2 separate regions of the Rattus norvegicus genome follow, and region 2 is linked to region 1. The links are chromatin contacts, called in public Hi-C maps. All regions are on one chromosome and are shown on one strand. Each heading gives the region's core, a stretch centred on a gene start, on an enhancer-like site or on the middle of the called end of the contact. The rest is flanking DNA. Distances are from core to core; before and after follow the strand shown. Region 1 holds the start of Bsdc1 (BSD domain containing 1). Region 2 holds the start of Eif3i (eukaryotic translation initiation factor 3, subunit I).

Region 1 (7,287 bases), core at 3,310-5,809:
GGGGAATGCATGCATGTGGTGCATAGGTATACAGTAGGCAAAACACCCATACATATCAAATAAATAAATAAATAGGTTTTTAAAAAATGTGTATTAGTGTTTAGTCTGTATGTCTTTGTGGGGGTGTCAGACCCCCTGGAACTGGAGTTACTGACTGTTGTGAGCCACCATGTGGTTGCTGGGTATTGAACTCAGGACCTCTGGAAGAGCAGCCAGTGCTCTTAACCGCTGAGCCATCTCTCCAGCCCCATAAATAAATATATGGAAGAAATCAGTAGTTTAAGGCCATTTTCTGATATGTAATCAATTTGAGACTACTGTAGGCTATTTGAAATGGAAAACAGAAGGAGAAAACCAAATAGGTTAAAAATAAGGTATCCTGGGGCTGGGGATTTAGCTCAGTGGTAGAGCGCTTACCTAGGAAGCGCAAGGCCCTGGGTTCGGTCCCCAGCTCCGAAAAAAAGAACCAAAAAAAAAAAAAAAAAAAAAAAAGGTATCCGGACCGGCAATCAGGACCGGCAAGAAAGCTCAGTGGGTGAAGGCACATGCTGCCAAGTCTAATGGCCTAGAGTCAGGAGGACTGACTCCCACAGTTGCCTTTTAACCTGCCACACATGCATATACATGCACGCACAAGAACATATAGATACATTAACACAATTATTTAAAAATAATATTTAGTTGGCCCACATTTTTTTCCCTAAAGAAAGTAGACATAAAGGTACATCACCCAAATGTTAACAACAGCTACCTTCATGCGAAGGGAGTCCTTTTATTTACACACACACACACACACACACACACACACACACACACACACACACGCGCGCGCGCGCTACCTCTGTTTTTTTTTTTTTTTTTTTTTTAAAGATTTAATTTATTTTATATATATGAGTACACTGTAGCTGTCGTCAGACACACCAGAAGAGGGCATCAGGTCTCATTACAGATGGTTGTGAGCCACCATGTGGTTGCTGGGAATTGAACTCAGGACCTCTGGAAGAGCAGTCAGTGCTCTTAACCGCTGAGCCATCTCTCCAGCCCCCACCTCTGTTTTCTACAATGCATAGCTTTGCTCATGGAACACATTATAGACAGGGGAAAACTTTTACTCTATAGCTTATCTGCTTGACAAACAAGTCCCTCAAGGTGGGAGGAAAAGTATCATTTTCTTCCCACATGGTAAAAATGAGAGAAAAGTTGAGAGTGCCCACCCGGCTCCCAGAGCAGACCAACCCGTGAGGGCAGTCAGTCAAGGTGTGGTAGTACTCACGGCCAGCCTCTCCTTCACCACACTGGCCGTGGCTGCTATGGTGCAGGCCGTGTCATGCTGTACCACCTGGGTAAACTCTGTCAGGTCGCGCTTCATGAACTCCAAAGCTTCAGTGGACTATGGAAAACAGAGAGAAGGACCAAGCTGGCAGATTCCATCATCCCCTGTGTCTGGGCCTCTTCGGCACCAGACAGATATGTGGGAATATGAGTGAAGTAAGAGCCAAGTGCTGGGATTAAAAGAGCCTTTTTTTAAAAAAATCCAAGAAGAGTGGATCCCCCCATCCACCCCACCCCAGGCAAGGGCTCAGTTCCACTGTTCTGGGTTTTGTTCACCACTCATTAAGTTTCTTTGGAATGACTGACATTTGCCCCTATCTAACTGACCTGTTTCAGAGCTAGTTTGAGCCAGCTGGTCCTCTGCTGCCTGCTATGTCTAACTTCCTTATGTCATACTTGCCAACTCCAAGATAACTTCCTGGAGCACCTGTGCTCACCTCCTCCCCCCCTTCCTGTCCTCTCGCTTCATGTGGGATCAATCACCTGCATGTTTTGTATGGAGGCTTTCCATGCAGGCTGATCCGTCTACCTCCTCCTCCCTTCCAAGGGCTGAGATTACAGATCTGCACCATCATGCCCGGCCAAAGCATGTTTTTGAGTATTCTGTTTTTTTATTTTGTTTTTCCTAGGATGGGGCTGCTTACTTCTGACCTGGCATGACCGAGTGGGACAATAAGGAACCACTAAGAGGGTGAAGCAAGTGGAACACAGTGAGATTTTTCATTTTTAATGTGTCACTCTAGGGATTGGCACAGTCTTAGCCATTCAGAGTCAAGGTGACCATAAGATAGCTGGGTAGTTGTCTGGTAAGAGCTACCCTTAAGCACCAAAGGGTCTAAAGAAAGAAACAGGAATCACCCCTGAGGAGAGGTGCACAGTGAGAGTGTAGAACACACACACTTGTGAGCTGAGGACAAAGATCTTCAGAGTCCCATCTTCAAAGGGCAGGCAGAGAAACGTGAGCTCAACAGTCAGGAAAGAAAAATCTGGACAAGTGTGTGGAGAACTGGGAGAGAGTTTCAACAGAAGTTGAAAGAGTGACAGTTCAAAAAAGGGGGGAGTAGGGTGGAGTGGGGAGCATCTTAGTGTCAACTAACTGCTACAGAAAGTTCCAGAAAGATAAGGGCTAGAGTACCCAGTGGAGCTGGCAAGTGTGAAATATGTGTTATTACAGATAAGTGTGCAGGTGGTGGCTTCAGGGGTGGGGAGGGAGCGACCCAAAATCAAGCCTATTGACGTCATATTTTTAAAGTATGCCAGGCTGCTGGACACAGACTTGAGGAAAGAGTTTCTGAAGGGGGAGAGAAAAATATGAGGAAGGAAAGTTCTGGGGGTGGTGGTGGTAGTGGTGGTGCCCAGACTCAGTGGGACCAGGACATCTGCATTGGGGGGCACAAAGCAGCTGAGCCTTCTCTGATGCTGTGTCTGTGCTTGTGCTTGGATGCATAGGGTGGGTGTACAGGAGGCTCAGGGCAGGAGCAGGAAGGAAGCAGAGGAAGGCAGATTATAGGGCCCTCTCAGAAGTTGTAGGCTCTGGGTCAATGTCTGCTAAGACAGCAGGGAACAGACAGACCCAAATGGAGCAGGGATAGCCAGTAGCAAAGGAGCAAGGGAAAAGTAGAAGAAAAAATTGCTCACTCCCTTACAAAGAGCGAGTGCCTGTATAGCACCTAGAGTGTTATTGTCTCAGTGTTCTATTATCATTTAATCCTCATGGCATCCATTAGATAGTGATATTTCACTTTACAGGTGAGGGAATGAAGCCTAGAAAGGTAAAAACAAAAACAAACACACCAAAGCTTGCCTTTAATCTCAACACTCTCAAGGCAGTGGGAAGTGGATCTCTGTGAGGTTGAGGCCAGCCTGCTCTACATCAGGGTTCCAGGGCAGCCAAGAGCTACATATACAATGAGACCCTGTTTCAAAACAAAACAAAGCACCACCACCGCTAACAACAACAAAATAATTTGCCCAAGTTCCCAGAAACATAAGGAACTAAAGGGAGAGATGTTCCGATATCAGCCTCAAAACACACAGGAAGTCCTCATGCAATACCTGCTAAATACCACACTTTCTTTGCATGGCTCTTTGAAGTATCACATTAATTCTTAGCATAAAGTCCCGTCTCTTATGTTCAACAAAACAGCCAGCACAGGGAATTCTCAGGTGTGCTGGGCTGTAGCTAGAGAGGGGGCAATTCAGGAGAACCCAGACCAAGGAGAAAGCAAAAAACAAGCAAACAAACAAACAACTGTTCCTAAAGTACTGGGCTGATTTGGGATCAGAAGCCTCTTAGAGTCTGCCTTGAAGCATGACTCACTTCATTGGCTTGAGGTAAATAGTAATTAGTTATTCCACCATTTAGTTGAGCAGCTTTTAAATAAAGTATTGTGGGATAAAACAGGAACACCAACTGGCATTGCCTACTACAGGGAGAAGCGTTAGTCACATTGTAGGGATTACTTAGCCAGCCAATTCCCCAGGTCTCCACTCTTAGGCTGTATCCCCTTCCCTTTGCAAACAATTCACATAGGCAACATCAGCCAATGGCAATCCGCATCTCTACCAGGATTCTTGCTTTTCACCTTCTTTGCCACACCTTCCTTGGCATGCTCATGACTTCCTAGCCTAGACAAGATGTTAGGTACTTCCCTTTCACGGTATTCACAACAGTGTCTTCCCAACCTGCCTGAGAGTAGTGATTGTCATATACTCTAATATTTAAATTGCTGTTTAAGAGTAAGGTGTTGTTAGCGGTGGTGTTTTACTCTTATCTTTTAAATGGCCTCACAGAAGCTCGACAAATCCAGGCAGAGGCTAGCTAGGGTTGGTTGCAAGGAGACGACCGCGGTGCCCCGCCGAGAGAAAGGTGCTGGCCCGGCTTACCTTCTCTTTGACTGCCTGGTAGCTCTGCTGCAGCCAGCTCCGCCACCACCCCACGTCCTCCCTGTGGAAGACAGACACATCTGACGGCCCTGCCTGCTTTGCGACTCCTGCCCCAGCCTCCGCTGTGGCCGGCGGATGAGGCTTCTCGGGCCTCTTTCCCATCCCCTCGCACCACGCCTCCACTCTGCCCTTTCAGCTCGGTCCGCACTCTCACTGGCAGCCTGTCCCCAATAGGGGACCCTGGATCAGTACCCCAACCCTTGAATAACCCAGGCCCCAACGCCAGAAGGCGGAACGACAAGCTCACCCTTCCGCCATCTTGCCAGCATGACATCACCACTATTTACCGACCTTTGACTTTCGACACGGCACCGCCCCCTCAAACTCCGCCCCCAAGAGCGCGCCCCAATCTTAACACAAGCGCAACTCTCCGCCTTATCCCCGCCCCCTACATCAATTTGTCCCTCCTTTGTCCAATCCGTGACCCAAATTCGATTTGTCCCGCCTCTAAACTCTCGAACCAATTGTGTTTTAGATTGTTCTTGCGTCCCACCAACCAGCGGCTAGCTTTCCCGGTAGTCCCTGACTACAGTGGCCTCTCTGGGCCAAGTTTGGCAGTGGTTAGACCGCCAATTGGAAGGAGAGGAGAGGAAAAGGGGCGGGGTTCCAACGTCGAGTTCTTAGAACCTAGTATTAGGACCGCCCCCCTTTGTGAAACCAGCAGCTTAGCTGCTGCTTAATGTTCTGCTGCAGGCTAATTCAGCAAGCTCAGAGTGCGGACCTCTCTCTGAGCAAGGCTGTGGGGGAGACTCCAGAGGCTAATTTAAGCTATCCTCCGGATGACTCCCAGTATCATTTGGAGTGGCAGATACACATTCAATTATCACAACAATAAGCCCAGTTTAAGAAAACGTGAGCTGAGTGTGTTCGGAAAAATCCTGAGGCCGACTGATAGAGGGGAATTGAGGTCTATTGAGTTGTGGAAGGGGGATTTACAAAGATCCTGTGGCCCTACCTACTACAGCAATCAACACAAACCCCACCCTCACTCCCGACCGGAGTTTGACTCCCCTCCTAGAAGGTCACACCTTAGTTAAGGTCATCTCTGCTACCTGATCCCATAGCTTCTTACCTGCCTGAGGAACAAGCTATTCTAATTCTCCCAGTGTTCCCCAACGCCTCTCATCTAACTCTTCTTTAAAAAGATTGTTGCTGGCATTTCTCCTGTTGAAAAGACTCACAAAACGCACCCTTTCCCCTTTAAACGAGACAAGCTTGCCGGTAGCCAGGACTGGCTTGGAATTTGTGTAGTGAAGCTGGCTTCCAACTGTCTTGGTCAACTACTCCAGGCTAAGAGTAAAGCTGTGCACCTGTGTCCCTTTTGACACCACACTACTTCCCTGATTCTCTATGGTGGAAAAACTCCTATCCTAATTATTTAAAGCCTCCCGATTTTTTTCTTTTATTGTGATTTGTATTATTTTTTCAGTCAGGTTTTTGCTTCTCACAATCGATTGAAGGAAGTTTCGTCCCCAAGATCGATGGCTAATTTTCTATTCTCCTATTCGAACCATTAATATCTTACATGACACAGTTGCCACAGTGCCTCCTTTCTAAAGACTTTGTTCTAGGGCTGGAGAGATGGCTCAGCAGTTAAGAGCACTGACTGATCTTCCCGAGGTCCTGAGTTCAATTCCCAGCAACCACATGGTGGCTCACAACCCTCTGTAATGGGATCTGATGCCCTCTTCTGGTGTGTGTGAAGACAGCTACAGTGTACTTACCTATAATAAATAAATAAATCTTAAAAAAAAAAAAAAAAAAGACTTTGTTCTAAGGACTTTCAGGACATCAAGCCCTCCTGACCTGCCCTCTGGAATCTGCTCCACACAGATTTTTGTTTGCTTCTAGAATGTCCAAGAACTCAGTTTTTGGCTCTCTTTTTTCTATCGAATGATCATCCCTCAGATGACCTCAAATCTCAAGATTTTGAAAGCCACCTATATGCTGACAACTCTCAGATTTTTCTCTTCACCTCAAATACCTTCTCTGAACACCAGGTTCTCTAGATCTATTAAATGTATAATTCACATATTAAATTTCACATGTCCGAAGATAAACTTCGTCTATAAATGGCAACCTCATGCTTCTACTTGCTCAAGCCAATTGTCCTTGATCCCCCCTCTTTCAGTTCTGTTGGCTCTGCCTTTAGAACAAAGGTGGGATCCAGTCACTTCTTACTATCTCCACAGCTGCTGTGCAGATGCAAAGCTGCTATCTGTCTGCCACTGTGTTAATCTCACAGCCACTTAGAGAGTGTAGCCTGTACCCACTTTTGCCTTTCCTTAATCTAGTTTGCTTGCTCTGTAAATAAACTACGTTTTGGGGGATGTAAAATGACAAGGCTGCTTTTGTGATAAAGCATTTCCTCAAAACATTACTCTATGATCTAGCAATTCTACTGATCACATACTGCCCACCCCCGCCCAAATAAAAAGACACTGAAAGCAGAAACTTGAAGAGATAAGCACCATGAGCATAGAAACGTCATTTACACTAACCAGCCCATGAAAGAAACCTAATGAAACATAAATGTGTCTGTAAAGGAATATTACCCAACCTTAAAATGGAAGAAATCCTGACATCAACTCCAACATGGCGCCTCTTGATGATGTCATGCCAAACAAAAGGTACAAGAGGATAACTAGTATTTCATTTAGGTGAAGTGCTTAGACAAATTCAGAGACAAAGTAGGGTGATTAGAAGGGCTTGGGGGGGAGAAGAGAATATAGATTTCTGTTTAATGGGTCCAGAGGTTCAGTTTGAGGAGATGGCCTGGAGCTGCTTCGATGGAGATGGCTGCTTGGTCTTGTGACTTACGTCACACTGCGGGACAGATTCCGAGGACCAATCACTGAAAACGGTTAGGATGGTGTAGGTATTTAACTAGAGGGTTTAACCCAAGACGTTGCAGGCGCTAGGCAAGCATGCTATCAGTAAATTACATTCCAGCCCCGAATTGTTAACTTATAATCTCACATATAAAAACATGCCAGTTAGATTGCCACG
Region 2 (7,287 bases), core at 1,610-4,109, 140 kb before region 1:
TCTCCAGCCCCTTAGTATGCAATTTTGACCAATGTAGGTAAGGTTAGTTTGTAGACAAAAGCCATGAAAGTGATGTCTAATTGACAGGCAAAGTGACTAACCAGAGAAAAATATGACAGAATGAGTCAGAGACAGGATATGTCCAACTCTCACAAGAACAGACAGGACAGGGGAGAGCATGGGAGGGGGCAAGTTTTTTTTAAACTTATTTATGTATGAGCATTCTGTCTGCATAACAGGATAGCACATAAGATCCCATTACAGATGGTTGTGAGGCACCATGTGGTTGCTGGGAATTGAACTCGGGACCTCTGGAAGAACACTCAGTGCTCTTAACTGCCGAGCCTTCTCTCCAGCCCCTTTACTGGGACAGTTTTACAGAGACAGGTGACAGGTGACAAGTGAAGACAGAACAAGCCAGAGAATGAGAAGTAGCAGAAAATTAGAACAGACTGCCAGAGTTGGTTAGAGGCGTCACAGTGCTCTGAAACCCACTATATAAAGCCAAGATTCAAATAAAGGACTTACTGTAGGCCAGGCAGGTAGTGTAGAGGGGAATCAGAACATCACTTACATGGGTGTTTGGTAAACACCTATAATCCCAGCATTTAGAAGACAGATACAAAGATCACGATTTGAAAGGGGCCAGTGTGGTCACTCAGTGGTAAAGGTTCTTGCCATCAAGACTGATGAGCCCAGCTCATTACTAGAATCTCCAAGATAAAAGGAGAACCTACTCCTAAAACTTGTCCTCTGACCAAACACGCATTATAACACATGCGCACACACACATACACACACAAAATAAATCTAGTCAAAAAAATTAAAACAATCATCACACAAGCAGAAAAAGTATCAAGAAAACCCCCCCTCCCAAACAAGAGGTCAGCACTTATGAGACCACAATGAACTTTCCTTCTGCTGCTACACAAGACTGTCAGGCCAGCTTTAGTGACTGGCCTCTCACTGATCCCCCTCACTGCCCCTGTGACTCACAGAAGGACCAGAAACAGGTGCTCTCCCTCACTAATAGGTGCAAGGGGTTTCAGGTTTCCCTGAAAAATATGGCCTCCACCCCAGAGAAGACCCAAGCTAGAGACCCACCTGTTGATGCCAACGTCAAGTAGTAGAGAAGGGAACCACTCTGATTAAGGAGAAAGGGCATCAGGTACTAGAAAGAGGAGAAACCTGTCAGTGATTGCCTGCATGGGCAACAGTCTTCTCGGTTCTCCAGAGCAGTGGTTCTCAACCCTAACGCTGCAACCCTTTAATTCAGTTCCTCATGTTGTGGTGACCCCCAACCATAAAATTGTTTTCATTGTTATTTCACAACTGTAACTTTGCTACACTTATGAACGGTGATATAAATATCTGACATTTGGGATATCTGGTATTAGGCCCCTTTCCAGTTACTACTCAGTTTGAGAACCCGGGTTCTAGCTTATGCCATTCCCCCAGGGGGAGGGATGGCTACAAATGCTCAGGGAACACTCATGTGTTGGGTTTTTGTTTGTTTGTTTGTTTGTTTTCTTCTTTTTTCTTTTTTTTCGGAGCTGAGGACCGAACCCAGGGCCTTGCGCTTGCTAAGCAAGCGGTCTACCACTGAGCTAAATCCCTAACCCCACACTCATGTGTTTGAGGACTCTTTAGAGCAAAGAGAGAAACACAGTCAATGTACTCTATTGCCTTAAATATCCTCTCCCTCGTCCTGGCCAGTTCCCATCTTTCCTTGAGTGACAGTGTCACCCCTTCCAGGAAGCCCACTCCCTGTCCTCCAACTCCCATCTCTCTCAGAGTTCACACAGTACTTTATCTGTACCCCTCAGAGTGCTGCATATCTAGCTAGCTTACATCGGCAGCTATGGCTTGTAGGCAGTTCATTATAGCCTTCCTTAGGTACAACTCCAGGGCAAAGAAAGCTTCTGGAAATGCTCCAAATCGTTATATAATTGATAGGGTGACAATGACATTAAGAGCCTGGCCGTGGCAGCGCCTTTAATCCCAGCACTCGGGAGTCAGAGACAGGCTGATCCCTGAGTTCGAGGCTAGACTGTTCAGGATAGTCAGGGCTACACTGAGAAACACAGTCTCAAAAAAAAAAAAAAAAAAAAAGTCATAGATTGAACATGTACGCTGTACTAGGCCCAATGCTAAGTGTTTTGCGTCTTACCTCAATTCTTCTATCTGCCCTATACATGGGTTATCATTAAAATTTCCATTTTACGGATGATGAAACTGAGACTCACAGGGGATAAATGAGCTTCCAGGAGCTTCTAGTGAGTAGGAGGTGGGCTGAGAATCTGGCCGACCAGCGACCAAACACTCAGCGGCTCCTCCCGAGCGTACGCACCTCAGTATTCAAGAAGAGAGCCTTCATCTCCCCCACCAGCTGCCGGGCCCATGTCCGCTCATGCACCTGCTGCAAGCCGGAGGAGGCCCGCTTCAGCAGTGGCTGCGTGCCACCCCATAGTGCAGCCACCAGCACCAGAGCAAGCACCTGCCCTGAAAGCAAAGGGTCAGAAAGTCACCCCGGCCCTCTCCTGCTTCCTCCAGCCCGGCTGACCGGCTCCATCTCCCTCCCGCGCTCTCCGCGCCGGGCAGCGATAGGTCGGGAGGACCGGCCGGCAAAACGGCGGAAGTGAGACCGGGAGACCAGGGTGCGTGGTTTAGCATTCCTGCGATTCAGGGATGCCAGGGGAGTGAGAAGAGATTCTCCGAGTTGGAGAGTCGGAGCCCGCAGAGGGGCGGGGCCAGCTACCCACCCAAGGATGCCGCCATGGAAACGCCGGGCCCTTCTACTTCCGGGAGCGAGAGGGCGGAGTCCTCACATCCGGAAGTCGCCCCAGTCTTCTTCCGGTCCTACTCACATTGCCTCTCTCCTCGCGTCACCGCCAGGATGGTGAGTTCCAGGCACGCTGTGCTGCTGTCGGGGGTCCTCAGTAGACTTGGGACAGGGTTTCAGGCACTGACACTCCGGTTCTGTCCTCACAGAAGCCCATCCTGCTTCAGGGCCATGAGCGGTCCATCACGCAAATCAAGTACAACCGCGAAGGAGACCTCCTTTTCACTGTGGCCAAAGACCCCGTGAGCGACTGCGCGAGGGCGGGAGGGCCGGGCGGGGCACCGGGGGGAGCGAGTTCGCGCCGCCGGGACAGAGGGTGAGGTGAACAAGGTTTGCTGCCGGAGGGATATTTCTCTGAAAAGCAGGGAAAACCACCCATAACCGGAGTAGGGTAGCGACAGCATTCTGCCAGGAAAATCTGGAAGATGTTGGTGGATGAAAGGAAAGAGTACCCAGGGAGAAGAAAATTAAGAGATTGAAATTTAACCCTTCTAAACTACAGTTTTCCCTTTTAGTAAAACATGGAAGCTTTTAGTAGCTCCCCCAGCAAGTGAGGTCATTCTTCTAAATAGTTTTGCACCGCACCTCATGTATGTTAGTCGCTTATATTTTAAGGTTCATAGACATGGTTTTATTGGAGCGTCACAGCTGCCCTTTGAAGAAAGCTGTTAACAGGGGTGGGGTATCTATCCAAGCTGGCCTGAACCTCTCCATCTTCCTGCCTCAGCCTCCTGGTCTTAGGAATACAAATGTGTGCTACCACGTACAGCTCCTCCCAGTGCTTTAAAAAAAAAATTATATATATTTTGTGTGTGTGTAATCATTTTATTTTATGTGTATGGGTGCTTTCCTGCATGTGTGCGTCTGGTACCTGAGAAGGCCAGAAGATCCCCTGAAACTGCAGCTACAGATTGTTGGTATCGTGTGGGTGTTGGGAATCGAACCCATGTCGTCTGGAAGAGCAGCCAGTATTCTTTAAGCTCTGAGCCATCTCTTCAGCTCTCATAGCCATTTAAAGGAAAGAAGCCCTGTATTTAAGATGACAGGGTGAGCTAGTGACAAAGCACCAGAGCCCATGCGTCCTTACTGTCATCTGTAGTCAGCTGAACAGGACCTGAAAGATTTTTTTAGGCTGGAACTCAATCTTGTCTTGGACTCCTGAATCCAGACAAAAGCGTATGAGGGTGCTGTGGCAGGCCTGGCTCTTCTGCCGCTTATGTTAGGAACGGAGGAGAACCCAGGAGCTGGTCTTTTATCAGCTCTCTAATAAATGAGCAGAAGGCTGGCTTGGCTCGAGCCTACCGAGGGTTTGAGTGCAAGCTAAGCTATTGATCTTTCCGGGATGTGACCCGTCCTGTCATTTTACTCTTTCCAGATCGTCAATGTGTGGTATTCTGTCAATGGCGAGAGGCTAGGCACCTACATGGGCCACACTGGAGCTGTGTGGTGTGTGGATGCTGACTGTATCCTTTTTGCCTGCCGTGGGTCAGCCAGCCTTGGAGATGCTGGCTTTGAGGTTGTGGCTTTGGCATGCTATGGTGGTCTAGAGAATAACACTCTCTACTCCGGGGTGCTTCATCCTGTGGGAAACTAGGACACGTTCAGGTTCTGGAATTCAAAGGTCAGGTCGCTCTGAGGTAAAAGTGAGAAAGGCTCTTTGGGACGGAACTGGGAGATGGGGGCTAGGTGAACTGTTGTCATTTTCTTTTGTATGTATGTATATGTGTATGTGTGGTGAATCTGTGTGAACAAGTGCAGGGACGAATGGAGGCCAGAAGTCAGCATCTGGTCTTGTCTTAAGTTATTTGCAACCTTTTTTTTAACATTTTTTCTTTTCCCTAAAGATTAGTTCTATCTGTACGGGAGTTTTGCCTGCATATGTGTCTGTGCACCATGTGTGTGCAGTGCCAGCCATTTTCTTTAAAATGACAGAGGGCATCAGATCCCTTAGAACAGGAGTTACAGATGGTTGGGAGCCACCGTGTGGGTGATGGGAACCTAACCTGGGTCTTCCGGAAGAGCAGCCAATGCTCTAATCAATGAGCCACCTATCCCAGCTTTGTTTGTTGGGTTGGTTTTTGGTTTTTTGTTTGTTTTTGTTTTGGTTGGTCTGTTTTCAAGACAGGGTCTCACTATGATAGTGTTGACTCTCCTAGAAATCCCTGTAGACCAGGCTGGCCTCAGAGATCCACCTGTACCTGCTTCTCAAGGAAGGATTAAAGACATGTGCCACCACTGTCTGGCTCCAACTTGTGTTTTGAGACAAAAACAACTTTTCATTGAGTCTATAGCTCCCTGATTAGCTAGAATTGGCCAGCCAGTCACTGAACTTCCTGTCTTCATCTCTCAGCACGGGAATTGCAGCCACACTAAAGTCTCTCTGTGGGTGCTGGGGATCTGAACTGAGGTTCTCAGGTTTGCACAGAGCATTTTACCTGTTAAACGTCTCCCAGCCCTAGTCATTCTTTTTTTCTGTGTCTAGAAGTGATTTGCCTGGTGTTTGTATGTATGTGTGCTTGGTGCCCTTGAAAACCACACTTGGGCATTAGATCCCCCTGGAACTGGAGTTGGGAGCCACCATGTAGCTTCTGGGATTCTAACCTGGACCCTCTGGAAGAGCAGCCAGTGCTCTAACCACTCAGCATCTCTCCAGCCCAAGTCATGTTTCTTAACATCTTTCTCAGGGGACACCAAGCATGTCCTTACTGGCTCAGCTGACAACAGCTGTCGTCTCTGGGACTGTGAAACAGGTAAACCTGGGTTATTCACTTTTTAGCAAAAGTGGCCAACGACAGTTTACCTGTCTAAGCAAAGACAGTGTACCTGTCTAAGCAAATATAATATGTTCAGGAAAACTAGAGACAAGTTCATAGGTGGTTTCTAGTCTAGAGAGTAAGAGACAACAGACAGAACAGCAAGGAACGTAGCTGGGAAAAGAAGCTTACATCAAGATAAAAAGCCATGTTCACGGAAGGCCAGAAAGGGACAGCGCGCCTCCTAGGGTGGAGATGAGTGACCCTGATGGGCTCCTCAGGGTCACTGTTCACTGAGCTGGAGCCTTCATTAGCAGGAATGTTTTATTAAGTAGAATTAATTGAAGATTTATGTATTTTATGTTTATGGATGTTTTGTCTGTGTGTACATTAGCATACCAGGAGATGGCTTTGCATCCCATAGGACCACAGTTACAGACAGCTGCGAGCTGCCATGTGGGTCCTGGGAATCGAGTGCAGGACCTCTGGAAGAGCAGCCAGCACTTTGAACTGCTACACCGTCTTTCCAGCACAACTTCTCTATTTTTAACTTTACATGTATGTGTGTGTTTAGCCTACATGTAGATCTTGTGTACTGTGTATGTACAGAGCCCATGGCATCCAAAGGAAGGCATCAGATCTGACTGGAGTTAGAGAAAGCTGTGAGCCACCTGTGGGTGCAGAGAATTAAACCCGCATCCTCTGTAAGAACAGGCTGTGCTCTTAGTCACTGAACCATCTCTCCAGTCAAGGCTTAAGATTTTTTTGTTTTGTTTTTAAATTACTGATTGATTGATTGATTGATTGATTGGTTGATTGATTGAATGATTGACTTTTTAGAAATAGGATTTCTTTATGAAGCCCTGGCTGTCCTAGAACTCACTCTGTAGACCAGGCTAGCCTTAAACTCAGAGATCTACCTGTCTCTCCCTCCAGAGTGCTAGGATTAAAGGTGTGAGCCACCACTGCCCATCTAGGATTCGGTTATTAAGAAAGAACTTGTTTAGTTAAACTTGGCCCAGTGAGGAGTTTGATGAGCAGGGAAAAGCAGCGCAATGGTGGGTTTGAGCAAGCAGAAGAGCAAACAGGAGGGTAGAGGAGGCTAAAGGAGGGGAGGGGAGGGGAGGGGCTCGCATGGGCACGCATGGGATGGCTCTGTATCATTCTGGCTGCTGAGGGATTGCTGTGCATCTGCTTCTGTGGGGGTGCTGGGGAGGAATGGAGTCTGAGGGGGAGACTTAGCATGGAACCCACTGTGCCTAGAGCCACATTAGCAGGATTCATGGGAAGCACTACTGAGAGGATAGAAGGAAGCTAAAGAGCAGCAGCGGGCAGGAGCGATGACCTGCAGTTATCAGGGAAGGATGCTGAGACTGGTGGCTGAGTGGCAGGTCCACCCTGTGCATTACCAGAGTGACACAGACTGTGCCTCTCCAGGGAAGCAGCTGGCCCTACTCAAGACCAACTCAGCCGTGCGGACCTGTGGCTTTGACTTTGGGGGCAACATCATCATGTTCTCCACAGACAAGCAGATGGGGTATCAGTGTTTTGTGAGCTTCTTTGATCTGCGGGATCCAAGCCAGATTGGTGAGGATAGGATTGGAGGGCTGAGGTGGGAGTGTGGTTTCAGATCCCCCGGCCTGACCCCTGCTGCTCTGCACAGACAGCAACGAGCCCTACATGAAGATCCCC

Evidence for each region. Hi-C and Micro-C count contacts between places; a contact is called where the count stands out from the background.
Region 2: a Hi-C map of prefrontal cortex shows a contact between it and region 1, with 3 times the contacts expected there. The contact joins the promoter of Eif3i here to the promoter of Bsdc1 in region 1. A contact is called at or near these places in 4 of 12 Hi-C or Micro-C datasets (Schwann cells, kidney, mammary epithelial cells and 1 more).

Annotation. Positions count from the first base shown.
Region 1 is chr5:147,080,593-147,087,879 of GRCr8, reverse strand. It overlaps Bsdc1 (BSD domain containing 1), which reads right to left and starts at 4,559. Exons shown (of 11, transcript NM_001106636.1): 1 at 4,526-4,559; 2 at 4,219-4,279; 3 at 1,274-1,390. The coding sequence starts at 4,536.
Region 2 is chr5:147,222,482-147,229,768 of GRCr8, reverse strand. Eif3i (eukaryotic translation initiation factor 3, subunit I) reads left to right here and starts at 2,859. Exons shown (of 11, transcript NM_001115035.1): 1 at 2,859-2,899; 2 at 2,992-3,084; 3 at 4,218-4,305; 4 at 5,527-5,592; 5 at 7,033-7,182; 6 at 7,259-7,287. The coding sequence starts at 2,897. Tmem234 (transmembrane protein 234) reads right to left here and starts at 2,814. Exons shown (of 5, transcript NM_001399192.1): 1 at 2,763-2,814; 2 at 2,351-2,502; 3 at 1,105-1,171. The coding sequence starts at 2,778.